7 separate regions of the Mus musculus genome follow, and all the other regions are linked to region 3. A link is a contact called in public promoter capture Hi-C data. All regions are on one chromosome and are shown on one strand. Each heading gives the region's core, a stretch centred on a gene start, on an enhancer-like site or on the middle of the called end of the contact. The rest is flanking DNA. Distances are from core to core; before and after follow the strand shown. Region 1 holds the start of Slc5a7 (solute carrier family 5 (choline transporter), member 7). Region 2 holds the start of Adgre1 (adhesion G protein-coupled receptor E1). Region 3 holds the start of Zfp119a (zinc finger protein 119a). Region 4 holds the start of Tnfsf9 (tumor necrosis factor (ligand) superfamily, member 9). Region 5 holds the start of Khsrp (KH-type splicing regulatory protein). Region 6 holds the start of C3 (complement component 3). Region 7 holds the start of Gpr108 (G protein-coupled receptor 108).

Region 1 (3,172 bases), core at 657-3,156, 1.6 Mb after region 3:
GAAAATAAGAAGTTAAATGAGACCTTTGTCTGATATTCCTTTTGTTTTCCTGTTAAGGATAAAAAGTTGTTTAGGGTAGGGCATTATATATCATTTTCTACATATATTCTCGGTTCTTAGAACACTGTTTGGAATATAAAAAGTAATAGGAGATGTGTACTAACGAAATAAATGATTTGTAATGCAAACTTGCTTTCCAGCTCCTAAATCCGAAATTCAGCTCCCACTGACATATATTCTGTGGCTCCAAGTATAAGCATATACTCTCAGGAAAGTAGAAAGGGATGTTATAGTGAAGATAAAAGACAAACATGCATCACAAAGAGGATGCTAGATCAGAAACGCATGTGCGGCATCATTGTCTGGTCAGACAATGGTACTCACAGGACTTGGCAGATGAGGACATGTCTGCCAAAAGCCAGACTCAATACATCAGTAGTTGTCATTTTCAACTGGTGCTCTTTATCATGAAGGACAGTTTCTTTGCCAGTTTTCTTTTAAGCCACTTTCAAGGTCACTGTCACTACTGAGATCTGGGAGTTGGTCTAGATCCTGGTATTCCTGGCTTCTCAAAATTAATTAGTTTCCCTAGCCCCACCTCTCCCAGAGTGCCAGCCCTGGCTGCACTCCGGATTCTCACCCCTAAGCCCTAGTGATGTTCTGTGAGGACAGCCATCTCTCCTGTCTCTCTGTGCTTGAGTCACACTCTCTGACCTTAGCCCCATAAACTGGCACACTGTCTGAGACACTGCATTCCTGATCCCTGCCCTACTGCAACTGAAATATCTGTGTCATCACCTTAAGGAATATTCCAGAAGGAAAAAAATGTGTATTAATCTGTGGCCTAAGTTCAAAATCAGAAGTTAATTAGAATCAAAAGTAAAAGAAATCCCACCTAAAACACTGAGTGGTTAAATGAATTTCATGTCTGTCTTCTGTTAGTTTCTGTCTGAGCTCAAATAGGGTCTGTTCCATAGATAGATAGATAGATAGATAGATAGATAGATAGATAGATAGATAGATAGATAGATAGCAATTAGCTGGTTACAAACCTTCATTATGACAACTATCCACATAGGCCTCTGCCCTGTCCAGTAACAGGGGAAGTTACTGTTCACACAGAGAACAAAGGAATGGGGAATACAGTTAAAAGAGCCTCTATAAATCCAGTCTAAGATGGGAGCTAGTCTGCAGGTTAGCCTAGAGAGGTGGATAGCAGCTGAGTATGGACTTCACCTCGTTAGCTGTCAGATGCACTGTTTCACTGTTTAATAGACTGGCTCAGTAGATGTAGAAAGAAGTGAGAAAGTGGGCACAAAGCTGAGACTTTATGGCTTTCAATCTTTTCTTTTTCCTCACACCCATTCCATAACACCTCTCCCTGAAACACATTTAAAAGGTTGCAGAAGCAGCCCCCTCTACAATATATTCAACTGTTATAAGATAAAGCCCTTTAAAGACAGGTACAACAGATACATAAGTAATCCTGTCACAGAATACTAGATATGTAGTATGCTAGAAATGTAGTGCTAGATATATATGCATGCAAAAGATCTAAACCTGTTTGAAGTGATAGACTGAGTGCTTTTATAAGCTAGAGTGCTTGGCTTAGCTAGTAGGATGTTTCCTGTGGCTTACACACCAACTTTATTTTAAAGAACTGTGCACCTGTGAGAAAGTTTCATGGTGACCCCAGTTTTAAGTGAAGGGAATATGAATATAAAGCAAAGAGAAATAGGCTGACTAGTCTAAACCTTCCTAACATGTTTCTACAAAAAAACTAGCCAAGAAGGGCTTGAAAGCAACCCCTCTCTGAGGCCAACCAGAGACAGAGACAAGGCCCTTAACTGAGCTTGCATGTGGACACCTCAAGGCGGGGTTTGGAAGCTTCCAGTCTGCATCTGCAAGTGAAATCCTCCAAGTCCATTGCTGTCTTTTGCAACCCAGAAAGATAAAGTGGGCAGGTAGGCTGGGAAATGACCTTTAGTCTGGAGTCCTCCATTCTAGGGTAGCAGACGACTTGACTTGGGATGGGAACATGAACTTGGGCAAGTGCTGGATCTGAGCTTGGCTGTTCCCTCGCACCCCGGGCCACACCAGGGCACAGTCCGCAACTCACGCCCAGCACCACTTTGTTCTGACGTCCTTCTCCAGAGCTCTGACGATCGCCCCCGCCTTCCGCCCTTATAAAGAGACTTTTTCCAATACCCAGATCGATCGCTTCACCCCCTCGGAGTCCTCATCGGGCTCCTTGCCGGAGCCCCCTCCACTCACCTCGAGCCTCCCTCCCTCCGTGTCCCTCACAGCCCGGGGCTCAAGGGGCTCCTGGACCCCTAAAGCAGCTCCGGGTGACGCAAAGGTAAGAGCCCTACGGGAACAAGAGCTAGGGCCACACCCTCGGGGCCGCCCGGGAAGGATCGACTCTGCCTGCTGGGGATGTCCCCTCCGCTCAGTTAAGAAGCACTTGTGGCTCTAGGGGTGCTAGCGACTGTAGGAGTCTGGATTCAGGAGATCCAGAGCTCAGAGGCAAAGGGGAGCAGGGCGCGGGGGAGTTTGGGCGGAGGGGAAATTTGGTGGCTCTGGGCTCACAAAGGCGGAGCCCACCCGGTCCGGGGCGCTCCAGAACATCCCGGAGGTGAGTGCTTGCAGCCAGAACCCGCTTGCAAAGCTCAGACCCCCTCCCACAAAAACTTACGCCTGTGAACTGGGGTGAAGGAAATAGCACTGGTTTGTTCAGTATAAGAGAACAGGAATTCCGTAAGATCAAGCTTTATTTTAAAAGTTGACATCAGTCCTCTTCGTTCGCGTTTTCGTATCTGTGACTGTGGTTTATATATTGCCTTATTTTAAAATCCTCTTCTGTAGAGACCGGGATGATGAGGCGCGGGGTGGGGGTGGGGGTAGGAGTGAGGGTGGGGTGGGGGTGGGGGTGGGGTGGACATGATATGAACTAAGGACAAAGGAAGATTGAGAGATTGAGAGGGTCCTTCTTTTAAACAAGGAAAACATACTTAGTTGTCACAGTAAATTGATTTTAAAAAGGATTTTCCTAGTTTGTTTGTTTGTTTTTGGGGGGGGGGCGTTGTTTTTGTTTTAGTGTTTTTGGAGGGGGTATTCTGGCCAGATATTTTATATTGAGTTACTTTTGGACCTGTTTCCTGAGGTCTGAAAG
Region 2 (3,180 bases), core at 275-2,774, 1.5 Mb before region 3:
GTGTGTAAGACACATATATGTACATGTAATGTACATATACATGTATGCAGGCTAGCTGTTTGCTGTGGTTTGGATGTGAAATGTAACCAACACAATCATGTGTTTAACCTATTGGTCACCAGATGGTGGTGTTGTCTGAGGAAGTTTAGAGATGAGGCCATGGGAGGGGACCTGAAAATATGTACGCCAGTTCAACTTCTTAGCTCTCTGCTTCACAGTCAACAAGCAGAAAGCAGTGCCAGCCCACCATCTAACTATGACTCTTCCAAGGCTTCCACAACATGGCAGACCATACCATCTCAAACTGTGAGGCAAAATAGATCCCTCTTCTCATCCCTAAAACCGGAAATCCATATCTCCCATCTAAATTTAAAACAATGGGGAAAAAAAATCTTGCAAACACGCGAGAAAACCAGTGACGTGGAAGATCACACAGTGAAATGCGCTAGTGCCCAAAACAAAAGCAACAGGAGCCAGAAAAGGAAGGTGTAGCCCCGAGTCTATTTCTAGAACGGGACTATCTTCGCTGACTCCCACAGCACAAACCAGCCATGACTAAGAGTTTGAACAAGGCCAGAGCTGGAATGATTTTATACCGTGGCTCTACCCCTCATTAGCTAAGACTTGCTCACAGTATTTCTTTTTGCATCTGTGAGTACACATGTGCCTTTTGTGTGCATTGCATGTCTGTGTGTGCATTGCACTTGTGTTGTGTGTGCATGACATTGTGCAATGTGTAGTGCAGGTGAACATGCACTTGTGTGTACTGGCATGTAGGAACCAGAGGATGACCTCAAACACCTTTCTCCAGTTCCATCTACCTTAATTGTTTAGAGACAGACTTTCTCACTGATCTGGAATCCACCAATTGGGCTAGGCTAGCTGGCCATCAAGAACCAAGGAATCCTCCTTCTCTACTCTCCAGAGCCAGAGGTAGAAGTGTACCACATACTTGGTTTTTTAACATAAATTCTGGGATCAAATCCAGATCTTTGTGCTTGTAGGACAAGCACTTTACACACTAAACTGTTGCCAAAGCCCGGCAAGTTACCTCTTTCACACCCATGTTCTGCTTTGTGAGCTATGGCTGATAAAAAAGGGCTACGCAATGGTAAGGGGACTGTTTCCATTGCTGTGTGGACTTCCATCCCCCTTGCACCATCCCAGATGCACGCACCGGAGCCTCACAAGTTTACTCCATGTTAAATTCTAACTAAAACTGAGATGGCTCACAAACACAGACATGCCACATGAACAGCTACAGGAAGATCTACCCTGGTGAATAGACTTCCCTAAGTCAAGGAATTTTGTCAAAGGTTTCCCAAGGTAAAGTTTGCTGTGTGCAATAGACATTAGCCTATGGGCCGAACCCCTCCAAGGTTGGCCTTTCTCCCTGCAACCTATTTCCAGCCCACACCTCAGCCATCCATGCCCCATTCAACCTCATACTCACCCCAGAAGAGGAGCAGCCAAAAGCCCCACATCGTACTGTGGCAGTCATTCAATGAAGAAAGCCTTCCCTTTAAAAGCTTGCTTTGTGGGGAAGAAAAGGGGTGGAGTCAGGGTTGCTCAACAAAGCCAGACTGAGCCCAGCAGCTTTCTGCTGAGTTGCCACCATCAGAGGTGGACAGACTGGCAACCCCCTAATTTCTCCCTTAAATCTGGCTAGTGTCCACATTTCTCCCTCTCCCTTCCCCTTCCCCTTCCCCTTCCCCTCCCCCTCTTCCTCTTCCTTTCTCTTTCCCTTTCCCTTCCTCTCTGTCTCTGTGTGTCTCTCTGTGTGTCTCTCTCTGTCTCTCTGTCTTTCTCTCCATTTCCTTCCCTCTTTCTCCATCTCTTACCATCTACCCCATCTCTCTCCAACCTCAGTTTCCTCTGTACCATTCTTTTTTTCAACATTACCATCCCCCTTCCACCTCTCATTCTCTTCTTTCATTACACCAAACAAGTGAGATTGCATGTGCTGCCCACAGTGAAGTCAATCCACTCTTCAAGATCACAAAGCCTTTTCAGTAAAGTCATGCTGCATTTATCACCAGGATCCATGAGCTTGCTGCTAAGAAAATTAAATTCTGTCATCATGTCAACCTTGTAGAATACACACACACCACATACATCACACCAAAGAGACAGACAGACAGACAGAGGGAGACAGAGGGGGGCAGAGAGAGACAGAGAGAGAGAGGCAGAGATAGAAAGAGACAGACAGAGACAGAGAGACCACCATCATCATTATCACCACCACCACACACCACACCACATACACCACACCATACACACCACATGCATCATCACCATACACACACCACACCATACCACACACACCACACCCAAGGCTGTCCACTTTTCCCCTATCATTTAATATAGTACTCAAAGTTCTACCCAGAACAATTAGGCAACAAAAGGAGGTCAAAGGGATACAAATTAGAAAGGAGGAAGTCAAGATATCACTATTTGCAGATGATGTGGTAGAATACATAAATAACCCTAAAAAATAATCCACCAGAGAACTCCTACAGCTGATAAACAACTTCAGCTTAGTGGCTAGATATAAAATTAATTCAAACAAATCAGTAGTTTTCCTCTACTCAAAGGATAAACGGGCTGAGAAATAAATTAGAGAAATGACACCCTTCACAATAGTCACAAATAATATAAAATATCTTGGTGTGACTCTAACCAAGCAATTGAAAGATCTGTATGACAAGAACTTCAAGTCTCTGAAGAAAGAAATCAAAGACCTCAGAAGATGGAAAGATGGCCATCTTGCCAAAAGCAATCTACAAATTCAGTGTATTCCCTATCAAAATCCCAACTCAAATTCATCTGGAATAACAAAAAACCCAGGATAGCAAAAACCGTTCTCAACAATCAAAGAGCCTCTGGGGGAATCACCATCCCTGACCTCAAGCTGTACTGCAGAGCAATATGATTAAAAAAAATTTTTTTTAAAAAACCTTCATGGTATTGATACAATGACAGAAAGGTAGATCAATGGAATAAAATTGAAGACCCAAAAGTGAACCTACACACCTATGGTCACTTGATCTTTGACAAAGAAGTCAAAGTCATCCAGTGAGGGAAAAAAAAAAAACATTTTCAACAAATGTTGCTAGTTCAACTGGCAGTTAGGATGTAGAAAAATACAAACTGATCCATTCTTATCTCCTTGTACAAAGC
Region 3 (3,164 bases), core at 379-2,878:
AGGAACTCAAACAAATCAGTAGCCTTCCTGTACTCAAATGATAAACAGGCTGAGAAAGAAATTAGGGAAATGACACCCTTCACAATAGTCACGGTACTATTACATACCTTAGTGTGACTCTAACCAAGCAAATGAAAGATCTGTATGACAAGAACTTCGAGTCCCTGAAGAAAGAAATGGAAGATCTCAGAAGATGGAATGATCTCCCATGCTCATGGATTGGCAGGATTAATATAGTAAAAATGGCCACCTTGCCCCATACAATCTACCGAGTCAATGTAATCCCCATCAAAATTCCAACTCAATTCTTCACACAGTTAGAAAGAGCAATTTGCAAATTCATCTGGAATAACAAAAAAAGTAAAACAAAACGAAACAGGATAATGAAAACTATTCTCAATGATAAAAGAAATTCTGGGGGAATTCACTATCCCTGACCTCAAGCTGTATTACAGAGCAATAGTGATAAAAACTGCATGGTATTGGTATAGAGACCGGCAGGTAGATCAATGGAACAGAATTGAAGACCCAGAAATGAACCCACACACCTATGGTCACTTGATCACACCCTGGTCACCTCCCCTTTGGGGGCCAGAATAGTTGGTGTTTGGGTTCATAGACCAAGCTGGTTTAAACTTTTTTTTTTTGGAGACAGGATTTCTTTGTGTATCCTCCCTGGCTGTCCTGGAATTACTAGGCTTAAACTTTTGATGTCCTGACTCCACTTCCCAAGTGCTGGCATAATGAGCCAGTGCAACCACTAAAGGCTGGGAATGTGTTAGTGTTTTGGCTACCAGTGTTTAGCTGAAAGAAGTGTGAGCAATTTAGATGAGTCTTTTTAAAAATGGATGATGCCTGGTGAATATCAACCAGGAGGTTTAAATTTGACCTGGATAGTCTGGATGCTCTTTTGGCTGTGAGGCAGGTGGATCACTCCACTTGAGGTTGTTTAGTGATCTGTGTATGCTAGAGACCTTGTGCCTAGATTAAGGAGCCTCCTGAGTGCAGCAGAGCAGGGACGACTGTGCAGTCCTGCTGTTAGGAAACATAATGGAGTGAGGTGAAGTAGCTTTGGCAGATCGAGCTGAAGTGTGTCCTGAGAAATTACGCCATGCATCTGGTGTAAAAAAGCTTTATTGGGGGGTGGGGGTTGGGGGACTGAGGTCCTGGCGAAGGGACAGAGGCAGAGAAGTGGGCATATGACAGGCAGAGAGAGAAAGGAGCGCACACCGGGAACAGAGAGACGGCCTGCCGAGTAGGGAGAGAGCTCCGGTGGCTGGTGGGTGGATACATTCATCCTGAAACAGACCGGGCGCGCCTGATGGCATCGGCAGGTGATGGCATCTGATGACAGAAGTCTCTGCTAGGTCCCCGAGAGTAGGCTTGTGGACCTGCCTGTACGCTAACAGGCGCAAGTTCTATGGCAATGCCTGTCTCTCCGCGTCTGAGACAGTTCTGTGCCTGAGCGGACACCAGGACTGGGAACCACTGTGCTGTGATACTTCACAGCCCTCGGTGACTAGGGGAGCTGTCACTCATTCCTTACTAGCCAATCACGGCCGCATGGATCCGCTAGCCAGAATGGGGAGAGCACTTCCGTTCCCTAATACTAAAGGTTCGGGCTCGGGTCTGAGGGAGGCTCTTGTGGTTCCGTGTCCTGGTCTGCCACCCGCTGCCGGGAGCTGTGAGGAGAGCGGGGCGAGCTCGGTCTCCACGCCATGGTGAGCGGGGCCGCCGTCCCCACGCGGGGAGGAGCCTTGGGAGACTGTGTGGGGTTCCTCCCGGGGTGCGGGAACCGGCGGTCAGACTCGCCGCCCGGCGTGATTGCGTTTGTTCACCTGAGGTCCCTGCACCTCCGGAGCGGAAGCCGGACGTCTGACTTCGATCCCGGGCTGCGCCTGCGCAGAGTGTGGGGCGCGGGTCCTGGAGTGAAAACATCCTTGTTGCTGACGTCACCATGCAGTGAGCGCCTCAGCTGCTTTTCCTGTGTCCAGGGAAGGCAGATGTGCTGACATGGAGAACCCTAGTTTCTCCGGTGTCTTCTACAAGTTCTGCACTTGGCACCTGAGGTTCTGATGTATGATCCGTCCGCAGTTAATTCTGTGCAGATGCAAAGTGTTTGCCATCGACACAGACTTGTAGATGCCTTGACCGTCCAGTAACGTGTGTTAGTAAGGCCAGGCTCACTGGGTTTCCTGGCCTCTTTCATCAACATTTACTCTATTTTAGTTGTGTGTTTTTTTTTCTTTTCTTTCTAAATTTTCTCTCATGTTCTGTTGATCTCTATTCTTTCCCAGGAAGTACTGTGCAGGCAGGTTTTCCCGGTTCTCTGAGAGAACTGGGTGGGGAGGGAAACAAGGGATAATAGCGAGCAATCAGAGAAAAGATACACACTTAAACCTGAGTTTGCAGGCCTCCAATTGTTTAATTTCTTCTTAGACAAGTTAGGGAAGGTTATTTTAAGGAAGCCTGTAACCCCTCTAGAGGAGTTAGTGTAGAGGAGTAAAGCTTTGTTCTCTTTATTTACTAAGACCAAACCTTCCTTGTTAGTTAGAAAAGACCTGTTCTGTCCCATAGTAAGGAGAAGTCTGCCTGCTCCTTCTGCTCTCTGCAGCTCTTTTTTTTTTCTCTTCCCTCTGCATTCTGTACATTGCTCTCATAGTTGTTTTTTTTTTTTTTTATGTTATCTATGGTTTCTAAGTTGTTCCACTCTGTATTCTCCTTCTAATCTTGCTCTCTCTTTCTGTTCAGATGTCACAAAAATGCTCTTATTCTCATTGCCTATATGATTTGATTTATGCCCCACAGGGTTGCCTTGGTCCAATCTTTCCTTCTTTGTAAAGGAAAAGTGTATTCTGAGCCCATGCATGTTGAGAAGTTATACTTTTTGTTTATTTTGATTTATAGAATTTGTATATTTTGAGTTTATATGATGTCAAAGTCAAGAGATTGCCCTTAGTATTCGACGAAACTTTAGACATTTAAACAGTGTTGGGACTGTGATATAATATGGAGATCTTTGAAATGAGAATAATTACATTTTGAATTATTGCTAGACTAGGAGCCTGTGATGGTTTGAATATGCTTGGCCCGTGGGAAGTGGCACTATTAGGAGGTTAGAGCCTCATCGGAAGAGGTGTGGCCTTGTTAGAGGAAGAGTGTGA
Region 4 (3,206 bases), core at 106-2,605, 1.2 Mb before region 3:
AAAACTGGGAGAGAGGTGGGATATGGAGAGTGCAGGAAGAGAGTCATCTCTGAGGGCAAATAATTTGACAACTAAGACTTGACAGGGAGAGACTAGGGCTCGGGCTCAATAGGGTGCCTGAAGCCCAAAGGCATTCATTTATCCCAGCCCATTGGAGGTGTTGGCAGCAGGGCGGCCAGCCTCAGCTACATAATGAATTTGGAGGAAGCCTGGGCTACATGGGAGGGATAGAGGAAGGAAAAGAGAAAAGGAGATCTCCCAGAGTCAGCTGGGGGTGAGAATTCTCAATTCTCTGAAAACCTGGATGGGGTCCCAAGGATGACAGTTGGAGCTGTGACAGCAAGTGAGAAAGGCTGAGTAAGTGAGGGAGAGGGACATGACTAGAAGGTTGAACAGGTCCCCTTGTTCAACCTCCCTGCGGGACCCGCTGGAAATAAATCAGGGGGCACTCACGGTTTTTAGCCAGTAGCTTGGCGAACACAGGAGAGCCCTGGGAAGAAAGAAAAATAAAGGTAGATGGTACCTTACATCCTAAAGAAGCAGATAGGAACTCATACGGCCCAGCACACATTGGGGCGTCCAACTTTGGATGGAGAAGGAGAGCCCTGAAGGCCTAAGTGGGACTGAAGGGAACTGCGGTGCACCCTCGGGAGTTCTCCCCCAGGTTTCATAGGTTCATTCAAGGGGTCAAGACGCAAAGGGATTTCCTCTGAGTGCGAGATGGAGAGGGGGTGCTTCAAGCGGAGTAGCAGGAGCAGAGCGAGGCGGGGCGGGGCGGGGCGGGGCGGGGGTGGGGAGGAAGTGCTGTTCTCTCCCTGTCGGTGCAGCGATGCTTCCAGAAGGTAAGAAAGAGTCCCCTAGGGATGAGATGAGCCTCACCTGTTGTGTAGTGTTGGGGCAGCCAATGTGGGAAACAGGGGTGACCTGGTCTGCATTATTCTCTCGGGTACCCAGGTTGGGCGAGGTGGTGATTGTGAGCGCTGGCCGAGGCTCGGTGCGGGTGAAGATAGGAACACAGGCGGCGATCAGAAGCAGCAAAACCAAAGCGACTAGGCCATAGAGCTTTGGGTGGCGGGAACAGAAGTTCAGTGCAGGCGGCCACGCGGCCTCGCGATCCCGAACATTAACCGCAGGGTAGGCAGCATCCGTGGGGAGCGCGGCATTTGTGGGGCGCACAGTATCTGAGAGGAGCGCAGCGTCCGCGAGGAGCCCGGTATCTCTGAGGAGCGCCGCATCCGAGGGGCACGAAGTACCTGCTGGATGTCTGGCATCCGCGGTATCCTCCACATCAAGTGTGTGCTGGTCCATTACCACGGTCGGTCAGTGCACGTCTCCCGCCAGTGCCCGTGCTTTATAGGCTACCGAGGCGCCTTTTCCGGGGAGGGAAGGGAGGGAGGGCAGCCGCGGGGTTCCCGGGCTCCGCGCTCCGCCCCTCGACTCCCGGAACTTTCTCTCCTCCTCCCCCCTTCCCCTCCCCCTTCTCGCCCCTTTCCCCTTCCCTGTCCAGGCCCTGTGCCCGCCCGTCCTTCTTCCCTTTTTGTGTGTGTGTGTGTGTGTGTGTGTGTGTGTGTGTGTGTGTGTGTGTTTGATTTGGTTTAACACTGACACATTAAAGAGCTTTTTATATGATGGGAACCATGTGATATCGGAATCCATTCCCTCCCTGGCCTCTCCTGAATCCACAGCTCTGTCTCCCTTCTTTTTCTGTGTTCCCCACTGGTAGGTTATTTCTCCGCTGCTGATTTTCATTCCTGTTTTTCTGTCTCTCAAACTTCTGTCTCTCTCCTGATCTCTCCTGCTCCCTTTTTCTTCCAACCCCTAGCTCCCCATCCCTGGGACGCCCTAAATGCAGGGGGTTTTGTTGTTGTTTTGTTTTGTTTTGTTTTGTTTTTTGTTGTTGTTGTTTTGTCGAGGACTCTAGGGACATCCAAAACTGCCCACCCATCCCCAGCGGAATCAAAGAGACCTGCTAGGCACCCACTCACTCAGCCTCTTCCTCCCCAGGACCCCATCTCTACCCTGGGCCTTTCCTGGTGTGTCCCCACCCACTTTCTTGGGGCTTCCTGTTAGTAGTCTCTTAGGACTCCAGAAACAGAAGGCTGGAGAGTCCAGATAGAGAAATTCCCCCAGGCAGCGGACACATTTCCAATTTCCCATTCTTTCACTGTTCTTGCCTGAGGTAGAGGCAAAAGGGGGGGGCGCAGAGAAGACCCCCCAAAAGAGGAACTGAGAGATGACTGGCTCTGGGCAAACCTTGGAGACAGACTCCTCAATGTTCTGATCTGGTTAGATCTGCTGAGATGGCTCAGCCAGTAATAGTATAATCACAAGCCTGGTGGCCTGAGTTCAGTCCTCAGGACCTACATGGTGGGAAGAAAGAACTGACACCCAGAAATTTGTCCTGAAAGTGCCCTTTGACCACGACATGCATACCATCAGTAAACATAATTAAAAAAAAAAAAAGTACTGATATAACCAGACCATTTATCTCAGCAGGAAACAACAAGCTATAAAATGGGGAGTTGTTTGTTTCTACATAGGGTCTGGTCTTCGCCTTGCAGCCCTCCAACTCACTAGACAGCCTAGGATGACTCTGAACTTCTGACCCTCCCCAGTATATTGGGATACAGACACAGACAGGCATACACCCTCAAATCCAGCTTCTTCTGTGTTGGGGAAGGAGCGCAAAGCCTCGAGCTTACTGGGCCAAGATTCTTACAACAGAGACCCAGCCCAGGCCCCACCTGCTTTTTTTCCATACTGGGCATGGAACCTACTGAGCTCCCAGCCTGGGAGACGTGCACGGAGCCCCCTCTGGAGACACCAGCCACCCCTTCCTTCTGTTTTATTCCACATCAACTTCCCCTGGGAATTACAGGAAAACCCCAGCTTGGGGTCAGGGGAGAGGTGGGGGAGGTGGGACATTAAAATGACACAAAAGACACTTGGGTGATCTAGAAATTGAAGGTTCCACCCAAGGAGCAGCTGCAGGGCACCAGCGGTGACTCAGCTGTGGGAACTCTGGCCCTCACGCAGACAGTGGTCCAACCTCTCTCTGCTGGACACACACTGCTCAGAGTCAGCCCACACCTACATGACTCTCACGAAAAGGGACCCCTCAATGCCTGGACTAGTTTACCCCTCCCTGCCTCGGCTGCACAGTGAACACATTGTCTCATCCTCATTTGTATCCCTGCCATCATCAC
Region 5 (3,174 bases), core at 95-2,594, 1.2 Mb before region 3:
TTCTGAGTTGGGATTCCAGCCGGGTTTTTGCAGGCTTGTTCAAGAGAAGATGCAGACAATGAATAAAGATAGTTTTGGACGTCTGTGTCTGAGATTAGCTGGTTCTGGGTGGGAGCTGGGAGATGGGGTGTATCGTCTAGGGTGCTTGCCTAGCATTTATGAGATCCTAAGTTCAACCCCCACCCTGACGACTTGGGGATCAGGAGGACCTGAGATTTTGGGGTCCAGGCTAGGAGCTCTAGGGGTCTTGAACTCCGGTAAATGGACCTGGGACTTCTGGGCCCAGGGTGGCAACTGGAAGTTTGGACTCCTGTGGGAACTTGGGGTTCCTTCTTAGTCCAGGGTTGGGAGCAGGAGACTTGGACCCCTGTGGGGGGCCTGGGTCGAGGTTGGGAATAGGCTTGAAGTTTGAGGAGTTGGTGTCATGAGTCTTGGAAGTGAAGGTCCTTTGAGGGAAAATCTTCACCCAATTTCGGGCCACCACTCCCCCCACCCCCCAAGGCTTCGGGCAGGCCACGGGCAAGGCCTCCCCAAGCCAGGCTACTGGGGCGCTGACTTAAGGTCCTGCCCATAGTTCCGGCTGCTGAGCACTACCTCCCACGTCCTCTGCCACTCACTTCTGCTCCCACTAATCCGCTCCTGCCGCCTGGTAGCGGGTTCCACCCCAATGCAGATGCGCTTTCACTGGCTCTCAGCAAGCGGGCACTATTACTTCTGTTACTGCTATTTGTCCACAGAGGGGTCAATCATTGAACGCTTGCCCTTGTCGCTCAGCCATTGGCTCAGAAGTCAGAGGACAAGGATTCTGAGAAAAGTCACGTCCAAATCCAAGCGCATCCTCCAAAATGCTTCGGGGACTGGATCAAATGACTGCCAATCTTAGCAAGCACCGCCTCCTAAGTGTATTCATTAGCTGGTGTTGACGACTATCTTGCCGAGCGCCCGCCCAGCTCATCCCAGAGAATTTTCATAGGCTCCGCCCTCAAGGCCACGTGACTGATCAGAGCCGTCACTCTCATCCTAGAGCCGCCCCGAGAAGGTGGAACTCGCGCTTCATTGGGCCTCCTGACTTCTCGCGTGACTTCCAATTGCCCGCCCAGCGCCAGCAGCCCTGGGCTTATTGAGTCCTATCTTCGTCAGTCACACCGCGCCTCCCGCCCCCTGCATCTTCCGAAGCTCTGACTGGTCGCCCGGATTTACGGCCCACGATTGGCGGGCGTAGAGTGGTAGCCGTATACTACTGGCTGTTCCTCGGCGTCCGTCAAGCCGGTGGCGGGAGGAGGTGCCCCTCTTCCCCCTCCGCGACCCCCCCTCCCCGTCGCCTTCCCAGCCGCTGGCTTCCCATCGTGCTCCGCGGCCGTGTGGAGCGAGGCCTTGTTCCCGCGTTGAGCCGCCGCCGCCTCCGCCTCCTCAGCTTGAAGCCTCCGCACCAAGCCCGTCCCCGCCGCGCCATGTCGGACTACAACACCGGAGGTCCCCCGCCCGGCCCGCCGCCTCCCGCTGGCGGCGGAGGGGGAGCCGCGGGTGCGGGAGGAGGCCCTCCGCCGGGCCCGCCGGGCGCGGGAGACCGGGGCGGCGGAGGCCCTGGCGGCGGCGGCCCGGGTGGAGGAGGCGCGTCCGGGGGCCCCTCACAGCCTCCCGGTGGCGGCGGCCCTGGGATCCGCAAGGACGCCTTCGCCGACGCCGTGCAGCGGGCCCGCCAGGTGAGGGGGCCGCGAGGGCGCGTGCGCGCGCGCGGGGGAGGGGGCAGCGGCGCGCGCGGGGTCGCGGGAGGGTCACGTGGGCGGCGGGCTCGGGGCGGGGAGTCTGGGGCCGTCACGGTGTGAGGGTGACCCTCTGCGTGCGTGTAGTTAAGGGTGCGTTGAAGGGGGGATCTCCGAAAACTAGACTTTGCACTGGACGGTTTCTCTTGGGTACCAGGGCTTGCAGCCTTTGGGGTCCCTGAGACCCACCCCTGTACTTGCACCAGGTCTTCTCTATTAGGAGGGTTGCAGCTTTGGAGTTCCCACGATTTTTTTCCTGGGTGTACTAGAGGATTCCTCTAGGACCCATAAAGGTTGCAGTCTGGGACAGTGTCCCCAAGAGCCACCCCCCGAGCTTGCACCCGTTATTTCCATTCAAGATATAGGGTTTGCATTCTGAGGACCACTCTAAAGTCCAAGACTGTTTGTGATTTGGAGAGGTCTCCTAGTTTTCCAAAGGCCTGAGCTTGAATGTTATGAGGATGTCCCCAAGAATCACTCCTGGGTTTTCACTTAGGCACCCCCTTAGGACCCATGGGGTTCTAGAAACTGAGGCAGATCTGTAAGAGCAATTCCTGAGTTCATGAAGGATGGGGTCAGAGATGCTGTGAGACCCCTCTTTGAACCCTTGGAGTCTTAGGGTCCCCAAGGGCTTCTCAGGGTTTGTAAAGTTGCATCGCAGGATGGTAGGAGACCGCTATTCAGAGACCTGAGGGTTCAGAATATATTAGTTCCCAAGACGGAGTCCTAGGTTTGCACAGGGACTGAGCTTGGCCGTATACTTAGAAAGTGGGGGGGACCCATCTTAGCACACATTTGCACCCGCCCAGAAATTCAACTCCCTTTTAGAGGATCTTGCTTTACACACCATTACTCCTATTTTCAAGTCAAAACAGGTCCCCTGGCCCATTTCTGTACCTTCCCTAGGAAGGGATTTGGTAAGGGGTTGGGAGAGTTCTTTCTGATGAAGAGAGGACCGACCCTTTGTTAGAGAGCCTGGGCTTTGGGATGAGGTGGGGAAGGTGGACACGGGATCCTGCTTTTTACTGTTTGAATTCAAAAGTATTGTCTGTCTTTGGGAACATGCCTTGTTTTGATGACCGCATTTAAGAGTGTTATGTGCTGGTGTGACCTGGCTCAGCCTTGCTCACAACCCCACTCGGGTACATTCTGAGAGTTGGACAGGCCAGGCTTACCACAGATGCTGCTATCCTGGGGTTGTCCCAAGGCCTCCGGCCTAAGGACTGGCTCCTCCCTAGGTGGGAGGACCCATTGAGTTACTGCCCTCTTCATTATCACCTCTGCCTTCCTCCGAGGTGGGATGGGCTTTAGCGTGCCTTTTTTCTGGTCATCCCCCAAATTGTCTTACGAGGCAGCTTCCCGTGGGTAAGTGCTGTCAGTTGAGATGACACTCCCTGTCAAGGGTAAGCAC
Region 6 (3,175 bases), core at 392-2,891, 1.3 Mb before region 3:
ACAGCCCTCAGACGGCCCTCAGGGGAGCTGGGAGAACAATACAGAGAGGAGGTTAATGGTTACTGTGAAACCTGTGTGTTGGTCATGATGGGCCAGAATTGGCCTTTCTAGAAACAGGGTCTGTGTGGCTGGAGAGATGATTCACTGGTTGCCCATACAGAGGATTTGTGCTTGTTTCCCAACACCCGCATGAGGCGCACAAAAACACCTGCAATTCTAGATCCAGGGATCCAACATTGTCTTCTGGCCTCTGTAGGCATCAGGCATACACATGATGCACATATATACATACATACATACATACATACATACATACATACATACATACATACATATATACATACATACATACATACATACATACATACATACATACATACATACATACATACAGGCAAAACACTCCAACACATACATATAAATATTTTAAAAAGAAAAGAAATGGTGTCATGTAGCCCAAGCTGGCCTCTAACTTGCTACATAGCAAGGTTGACTTTGAACTCCTGATCCTCTTGCCTCCAGCATCTCGTGCTGGGATTACAGATGTATGCCACCAGAATCAATCCTATGCTACTGAGTATGGAAGCACTTTCCCACTGAGCTGTATTCTAAAGCCACTATTTGTACTTTTGTCTTAAAAAACCAAAAACCAACCAACCAAACAAACAAAAAAAACCAACTAAGCATTGTGAATCATTATCTGCCTACAACCACAAAACCAACACAACTGAAAGAGATAATATAGGGGCAGGACAAGTCCTAGAGGCAGAGACAAGAGCAGGCTTTTCCTCCATGACTCTCAAAGCCCACCAGAGTCATTCAGCCACCCTGAGTGACAGGGTAGGTAAGGTCCACCTCATTCTTTTCCCTAGAAAGCAAGCATGCCCCCCGGAGGGCGAACTTCTAGGCAGCCTTCAAAACCAAAGCTTAACTGTCCCACTGCCAAGAAACCGTCCCAGATCCTCAAAAAACCAGAATTCTTTCCCACTTCAGAAAATGCTCCACAGAGCTGGGACTCTGGGCTGGGACATGCCCTCACCCCTTATCCTCCTCATAGGAAAGACTTGGATTATAAATGCATAAGTAGGGCTTGGGTAATGCCCAGCAACTGAGGAGGTAGAGGTAGGAGTTCAGAACTGTTTAGCACAGTGGTCTCCACCTTCCTGAACCTGCCACCCTTCCATGTTGTGCTGACCTCCAATCATAAAATTATTTCATTGCTACTTCACAACTCTAATTTTGCTACTGTTCTGAATTGTAAGGTAAATACTGATACGCAGGATATATAATGCAATGCCAAATGTGTCTCGACCCACTGATTTAGCAAGACCTTGGGGGTAGGGAGAACCAGCCATCCAGAAGTGCTGGGTTACTGGGACCCAGCTAAGTGTGGGAGGAGGTCACTCTAGACTTCAATGGTCTCTGGTGTAACCAAGTACAACAGGGACCAGCCCAGGTTCAGCATCTGGCCTTGACCCCAAGAAAAGCCTGAGCCAAGCAGGTACTTTCAAGCTCCAGGGTAATGGAAATGTGCCTAGGGTTACTCACCCCAAGGCTTGTTGCCCCAGGTTTGTGAAAAAGCTTAGGAAACTATGTTGCGAAATTTTGGGCAGTCCCTGGTGCAGGAACAGGGAGGGACCAGAGAGGAGAGCCATATAAAGAGCCAGCGGCTACAGCCCCAGCTCGCCTCTGCCCACCCCTGCCCCTTACCCCTTCATTCCTTCCACCTTTTTCCTTCACTATGGGACCAGCTTCAGGGTCCCAGCTACTAGTGCTACTGCTGCTGTTGGCCAGCTCCCCATTAGCTCTGGGGATCCCCATGTAAGTAGTTACCTTTTGGGGGTGCAGTTTCTTATACAATTTAGGAGTCACCTAGGTGAGTCACCTAGGAGTCACCCACTTGGGGGGAGACAGGGATGTTAAGAATTTGTGCTGGGGGCTGGAGGATGGCTCAGTGGGTATGAAGTCTTGCTGCATGGACATAAGGACCTTAACTCAAACTCCCAGCACCCACAGAAAAGCCAGGAGTGGCCTCCAGAGCCTGTAACCCCACACTGTGGGGCTGGAGACCAGATACTGGGGCTTGCTGACTGCCAGCCCAGTGCCAGGTTCAGAGAGAGATGTTGACTCAAGGTGTGGGGAGGGAGGGGCATAGAACAGGACACCGGACATCTTCCTGTGACGTGACATACATACATACATACATACATACATACATACATACATACATACATACATACAAACAGAGAGAAAGAGAGAGAATGTGAGTGTTTGGGTTGTCTTATGTTCATAGAACTCAGGTATTGTAGCATTGGTGTGCCTACTTATGAAGAAGAAGGTCTATAGATTTATGGTGTCTGTGATGTCTTGTGGTTTAGGCAATGGTAAGTTTTAAGATGTGAGGACTGGAGGGTTGTTGGGGTCTATAGCCCTTGTGTGGACTGTCAAAAGCCAAGCTCAGCATTGGGCCTGATTACATGGACCTGTCATCCTGTCCACTCTGGAAGCCCAGGCAGGAAGTGTACACATTCCAGCCAAGCCTGGGCTACAGAGTGAGTTCAGGGCTAGCCTGAACAACTTAGTGAGATGCTGTTTCCAAACAGAAAAGTGAGGAGAGGCTGAGGTATAGCTTAGTGGTAGAGAGAGCACTTTCTCAGTACAAGCAAAGTCCTTATGGCTGGTACCCAGTGCTGAAGCCAGGAAAAGACAGCTTCTAGTGGCTAAGGGAAAGTGGGCTGTGGTTTGGTACCTTCTTGTGTGGGGAGGACGTGGATCCAGGCATCTGCTCCAGCACTGAGAACTAGAACACGCTAGAACTAGGGACTGGGCCAGCCAGAGTGAGGGCTGAAGTCTCAGGCCTTGAGGTGACATCTGCTCCCACACCCCACGGTCAGGTATTCCATCATTACTCCCAATGTCCTACGGCTGGAGAGCGAAGAGACCATCGTACTGGAGGCCCACGATGCTCAGGGTGACATCCCAGTCACAGTCACTGTGCAAGACTTCCTAAAGAGGCAAGTGCTGACCAGTGAGAAGACAGTGTTGACAGGAGCCAGTGGACATCTGAGAAGCGTCTCCATCAAGGTGGGCAAGGAACTGGAACTACAGTCAGCCGTAGCCCCTTCCGGTCCGGCCTGGGTCCCTCAGGCTGCCTCCTATAGCCTCCTCGGAGCTC
Region 7 (3,338 bases), core at 223-2,722, 1.4 Mb before region 3:
TTTCCCACGTGTCCCCACTCCATGGCAGGGAAAATCTGTGGTTGGTCATTAGGCTCTTGCGGGGACCTACTCGGCTCCAGAAATCTCCATTTCGTCTCACTAATAGTCTGTTTCCCTCCGGCCACAGAGATGGGATGACTTCGATCTTGCCCAGGATGCACATCCAGCCAAGGCCAGGTCCATTAGCACCCCCCAACACCACCGCATCCTGACTTCTCTTCCTTCCCGCCAGAGTCTCCTCTGAGAAACAGAGGACAGGTTGTCCTTTGGGCACCGTTCTGGGCTAGGCACACACTCACACACACACACACACACACGCATGCACGCACAGCACCGCGCACTTGCACTTGACTACACATTTTCCAGCCTCATTCAGTATGTAAGGCCCAAATCAGAACTGCCTCTAGATTCTGGGACCCTGGGGCTTAGGATTTCGGGTCCTCCCAATCATAAAAGTCCTTTCACGCCTTGTAAACCCCCTTAAGGCTCCCGGATAAAAGGGAAGAGGCCCTGTTGGCTCCCACCCCACTCTCCCTGGCTGTAGGTGCTTTCTCCGCCGCTACGCAAGTGTCAAAACACCATTGTGTTGCAGCTAGAAGAGCAGTCTAGACTTCTGAGGAAAGACGCCCTGGAGCCAGTGCTGGAACTGAGGCTCCAATAGGCCTTGGCCCCACCTGCTGGTGGCTTGTGGGCTAAGCTCTGAGATGTAAAGTGGGGTAGAGGGATGGTGGAGGAGGGTGGAGAAGGACTCAGAGTCCCAGTGACGAAAAAGGTATCACACTACGGTGGGAAGCTTCGCGCCAGGGTCAGCAATCTAATTAAGAGTTGCAAGCTACAACTAGGATCCAGCAGCTGGGACTCTTCCAGATCTGAGGACTCAGTAGGAATTGAGGAGCCTATGTTTCAGTTTGAAGTAGGGAACTCAGCTGCTGCAAGGTTACGCCTAGGGCGGAGTCTTCAGGTAGGACCTACAGCGGCATTCAGCCGAGGATTAGAGATCAGCATAGTGCGAAGAATTTTAGGCTTTTCGGTGGCCCAGCAAAGTTGAAACAAGGTAAGCTCATAGACGCGTACGTTGACTAAGTCTCCACTTCTGGCCGGGAGCAGGGTATCGGGGAAGTGAGGGGTGGGAGAGGAAGTGCGTCCTTGGGAATACTGGGAAATGTAGTTTATGCATGCTTCGTTGCACGGATCTGCTCCCTCTATATTCTGGGTAATGTAGTCTTGGACCGTTAAGAGTTGCTGAAGGAATTCCGCTTTAAGGGACGGATATGGGTTCCTGGATCATTGGTGAATCGTCCTGTTCCTCAAACTACATCCGGGACAATCTGTTTAGCGATTGGAGAGTATGAAAGCCGGGGCTGAAAAGGATAAGCACGCCCATTTGGGAGGCCTTCTGACAATCAAAAGAATCTCAGTTGCTAATTGGGTGACTAGACCACGTCGTGCGACTATTGGCTGAAAAGTGGGTAGGCCTTATCAGGCGTCAGAGGCTGTGTTCGGGGGGCAGTCGCAGCCCCAGAGATGGCAGTGAGCGAGAGGAGGGGGCTCAGCGGCGAGAGCCCAACGCAGTGCCGATGGGGATACTTGTCGCTGCTGGTGCTGACGCTGAGCGGCTGCTCAGGCCGTATCCACCGGCTGACTCTCACAGTGAGCCCCGCAGGCTTGGCCTCGTTGTCTCCCCCCATAGCTCCGCCGGTGGATGGAGCAGCCGCACCCCCCACTGCAGGCCGCTAGTGGTCTCGTCCCGGGGTCTCCCCGCCCGGTGCTCGTAATGGGTTGGCCTGGCTTAGAGGGCGGGGCTTCATCTCCTGGGACCCCTGACTCCTGGCGCTTAAACTTTCAGGGAACACTTGGTAACAACCATAGGACCTGGGAGGAAGGGGTACCACCTGGTAGGATCTTCCTGGAATTCACTTAGGGGAGTGACAGGAGACTACTTTCAAAATTTAGCCCAGATAGAATCGAAAACTTTTCTGGAAAGTCGAAACTAGTCACACCAGCCTATGTAGCCCGCTCTCGGGGTGGTGCACGTCTATATGGGGACTGTCATGGGGTTGCCAGGGTTTCACCCCATGGACACACAACCCCACCCTCTAGCTGCCTCGGACTGAAGTAGGAAAATGTCACCAGCACCAATACGATGTACCCAGGAAGGCTTTCTCACATGCTCCTGTCCTGAATAAAAATGTATAGAGACGCTCAGGGAAACACGCCGTCGTGCTGGACTTGGTGGGGAGAGTGCCCTTGTGCCACTGTGTCTTTGGTTTCCTGCAGGGGGAGAAGCGAGCTGACATCCAACTGAACAGCTTCGGATTCTACACCAATGGTTCCCTGGAAGTAGAGCTGAGCTTACTGCGACTCAGCCTCCAGGAGACAGAAAAGAAGTTGCCAAAGGTGAGGGGGCTCATGGGAGGACTCAGTGTGCAAGTTCTGGGATTCTGTCTTAGCTCTGTCCCTCACCGGTGTGATCTGTGGCCAGTCTCATAGCCTTCCCCACCTGTCACCTAAGAATGAATACAGTGTCTCATGCAGTCTGGGTTTGAGGGTACAGATTTGTCATCTTAGTGTCCCTGCTGGCTTAGGCAGGAGGATCAGAAATTAGCCAGCCAGTATATATGTAACATATATGCATGTATATAATGCATTTTAATCATACACGCTTCTCCCCCTAACTCCTCCAAAATCCATTCCCACCTTCCCAAACTCCTCCCAATCTCATGTCCTTTAAAAAAAAAAAAAAAAAAAAAAAAGATATGGCCTCACTATGTAGCCCCAGATAGCCAGGAACTCTGTGTAGACCAGGCTGGCCACAGACTCAGAGATCTGCCAACCTCTGTCTCCCAAGTGCTGGGATCTAAGGCCGGTGCTCTTGTTTGTTTGTTTGTTTGTTTCTCCTGGGGCCACACCCTCACTCACTCAGCATCTATCAGCTAGCTGTCCACAGCTCCCCAGTTAGGTGTAGGGGTTCAAACACCCCTCTTCCCTCCATGCTGGAATGTTGACTGACTCGATCCTGTGTGGGCAACCACAGCTGCTGTGAGTTCATAAGCAACAGTCTGCTGTGTTCAGAGGACAATGTTCCCCTCTTGCCCTCCTCAGCCTCTGCCTTTACAGTCTTGACTCTTCCTCTTCCTCTTTCTCTTCCTTTTCCTCCTCCTCCTCCTCCTCCTCCTCAGTTTCATTCCCTGAGCCTTGGGTGAAGAGGTGTGATATAAATGACCCATTGGGAGTGGCCTTGTGGTTTTTTTGGCAGAGAGGTAATGTTCAAGACAGGGTCTTGGAACTCAATATGTAGACCTTGAGCTCACAGATCCACCGTCACAGTGCTGGGATTA

What was found. Promoter capture Hi-C pulls out the DNA fragments that hold promoters and counts their contacts.
Region 1: a promoter capture Hi-C map of embryonic stem cells shows a contact between it and region 3, with 10 times the contacts expected there. The contact joins the promoter of Slc5a7 here to the promoter of Zfp119a in region 3. A contact is called at or near these places in 8 of 39 promoter capture datasets (the 3T3-L1 cell line, cranial neural crest, embryonic stem cells and 3 more).
Region 2: a contact with region 3 is called in a promoter capture Hi-C map of liver, with 4 times the contacts expected there. The contact joins the promoter of Adgre1 here to the promoter of Zfp119a in region 3. A contact is called at or near these places in 2 of 39 promoter capture datasets (hippocampal neurons and liver).
Region 4: a promoter capture Hi-C map of pre-B cells shows a contact between it and region 3, with 3 times the contacts expected there. The contact joins the promoter of Tnfsf9 here to the promoter of Zfp119a in region 3. A contact is called at or near these places in 3 of 39 promoter capture datasets (cranial neural crest, hippocampal neurons and pre-B cells).
Region 5: a promoter capture Hi-C map of liver shows a contact between it and region 3, with 4 times the contacts expected there. The contact joins the promoter of Khsrp here to the promoter of Zfp119a in region 3. A contact is called at or near these places in 3 of 39 promoter capture datasets (the 3T3-L1 cell line, hippocampal neurons and liver), 2 of 115 datasets of contacts at active chromatin or transcription factors (astrocytes and cardiomyocytes) and 1 of 9 other capture datasets (adipose tissue).
Region 6: a contact with region 3 is called in a promoter capture Hi-C map of liver, with 3 times the contacts expected there. The contact joins the promoter of C3 here to the promoter of Zfp119a in region 3. A contact is called at or near these places in 5 of 39 promoter capture datasets (the 3T3-L1 cell line, hippocampal neurons, liver and 1 more).
Region 7: a promoter capture Hi-C map of hippocampal neurons shows a contact between it and region 3, with 5 times the contacts expected there. The contact joins the promoter of Gpr108 here to the promoter of Zfp119a in region 3. A contact is called at or near these places in 8 of 39 promoter capture datasets (the 3T3-L1 cell line, the C10 cell line, embryonic stem cells and 4 more), 1 of 484 Hi-C or Micro-C datasets (muscle stem cells) and 2 of 9 other capture datasets (adipose tissue and liver).

What each region holds. Positions count from the first base shown.
Region 1 is chr17:54,297,768-54,300,939 of GRCm38.p6, reverse strand. Slc5a7 (solute carrier family 5 (choline transporter), member 7) reads left to right here and starts at 1,906. Exons shown (of 9, transcript NM_022025.4): 1 at 1,906-2,359.
Region 2 is chr17:57,357,030-57,360,209 of GRCm38.p6, reverse strand. Adgre1 (adhesion G protein-coupled receptor E1) reads right to left here and starts at 1,524. Exons shown (of 22, transcript NM_010130.4): 1 at 1,454-1,524. The coding sequence starts at 1,484.
Region 3 is chr17:55,877,417-55,880,580 of GRCm38.p6, reverse strand. It overlaps Zfp119a (zinc finger protein 119a), which reads left to right and starts at 1,628. Exons shown (of 4, transcript NM_144546.6): 1 at 1,628-1,721. The coding sequence starts at 1,719.
Region 4 is chr17:57,103,534-57,106,739 of GRCm38.p6, reverse strand. Tnfsf9 (tumor necrosis factor (ligand) superfamily, member 9) reads right to left here and starts at 1,355. Exons shown (of 3, transcript NM_009404.3): 1 at 880-1,355; 2 at 454-490. The coding sequence starts at 1,308. It overlaps Gm11110 (predicted gene 11110), which reads left to right and starts at 798. Exons shown (of 4, transcript NR_033508.1): 1 at 798-842.
Region 5 is chr17:57,029,677-57,032,850 of GRCm38.p6, reverse strand. Khsrp (KH-type splicing regulatory protein) reads left to right here and starts at 1,344. Exons shown (of 18, transcript NM_010613.3): 1 at 1,344-1,703. The coding sequence starts at 1,452. Slc25a41 (solute carrier family 25, member 41) reads left to right here. Exons shown (of 7, transcript NM_175333.3): 7 at 1-79.
Region 6 is chr17:57,226,602-57,229,776 of GRCm38.p6, reverse strand. C3 (complement component 3) reads left to right here and starts at 1,641. Exons shown (of 41, transcript NM_009778.3): 1 at 1,641-1,821; 2 at 2,895-3,084. The coding sequence starts at 1,742.
Region 7 is chr17:57,245,823-57,249,160 of GRCm38.p6, reverse strand. It overlaps Gpr108 (G protein-coupled receptor 108), which reads left to right and starts at 1,472. Exons shown (of 17, transcript NM_030084.4): 1 at 1,472-1,650; 2 at 2,278-2,397. The coding sequence starts at 1,525. It also overlaps a transcript of Trip10 not described here.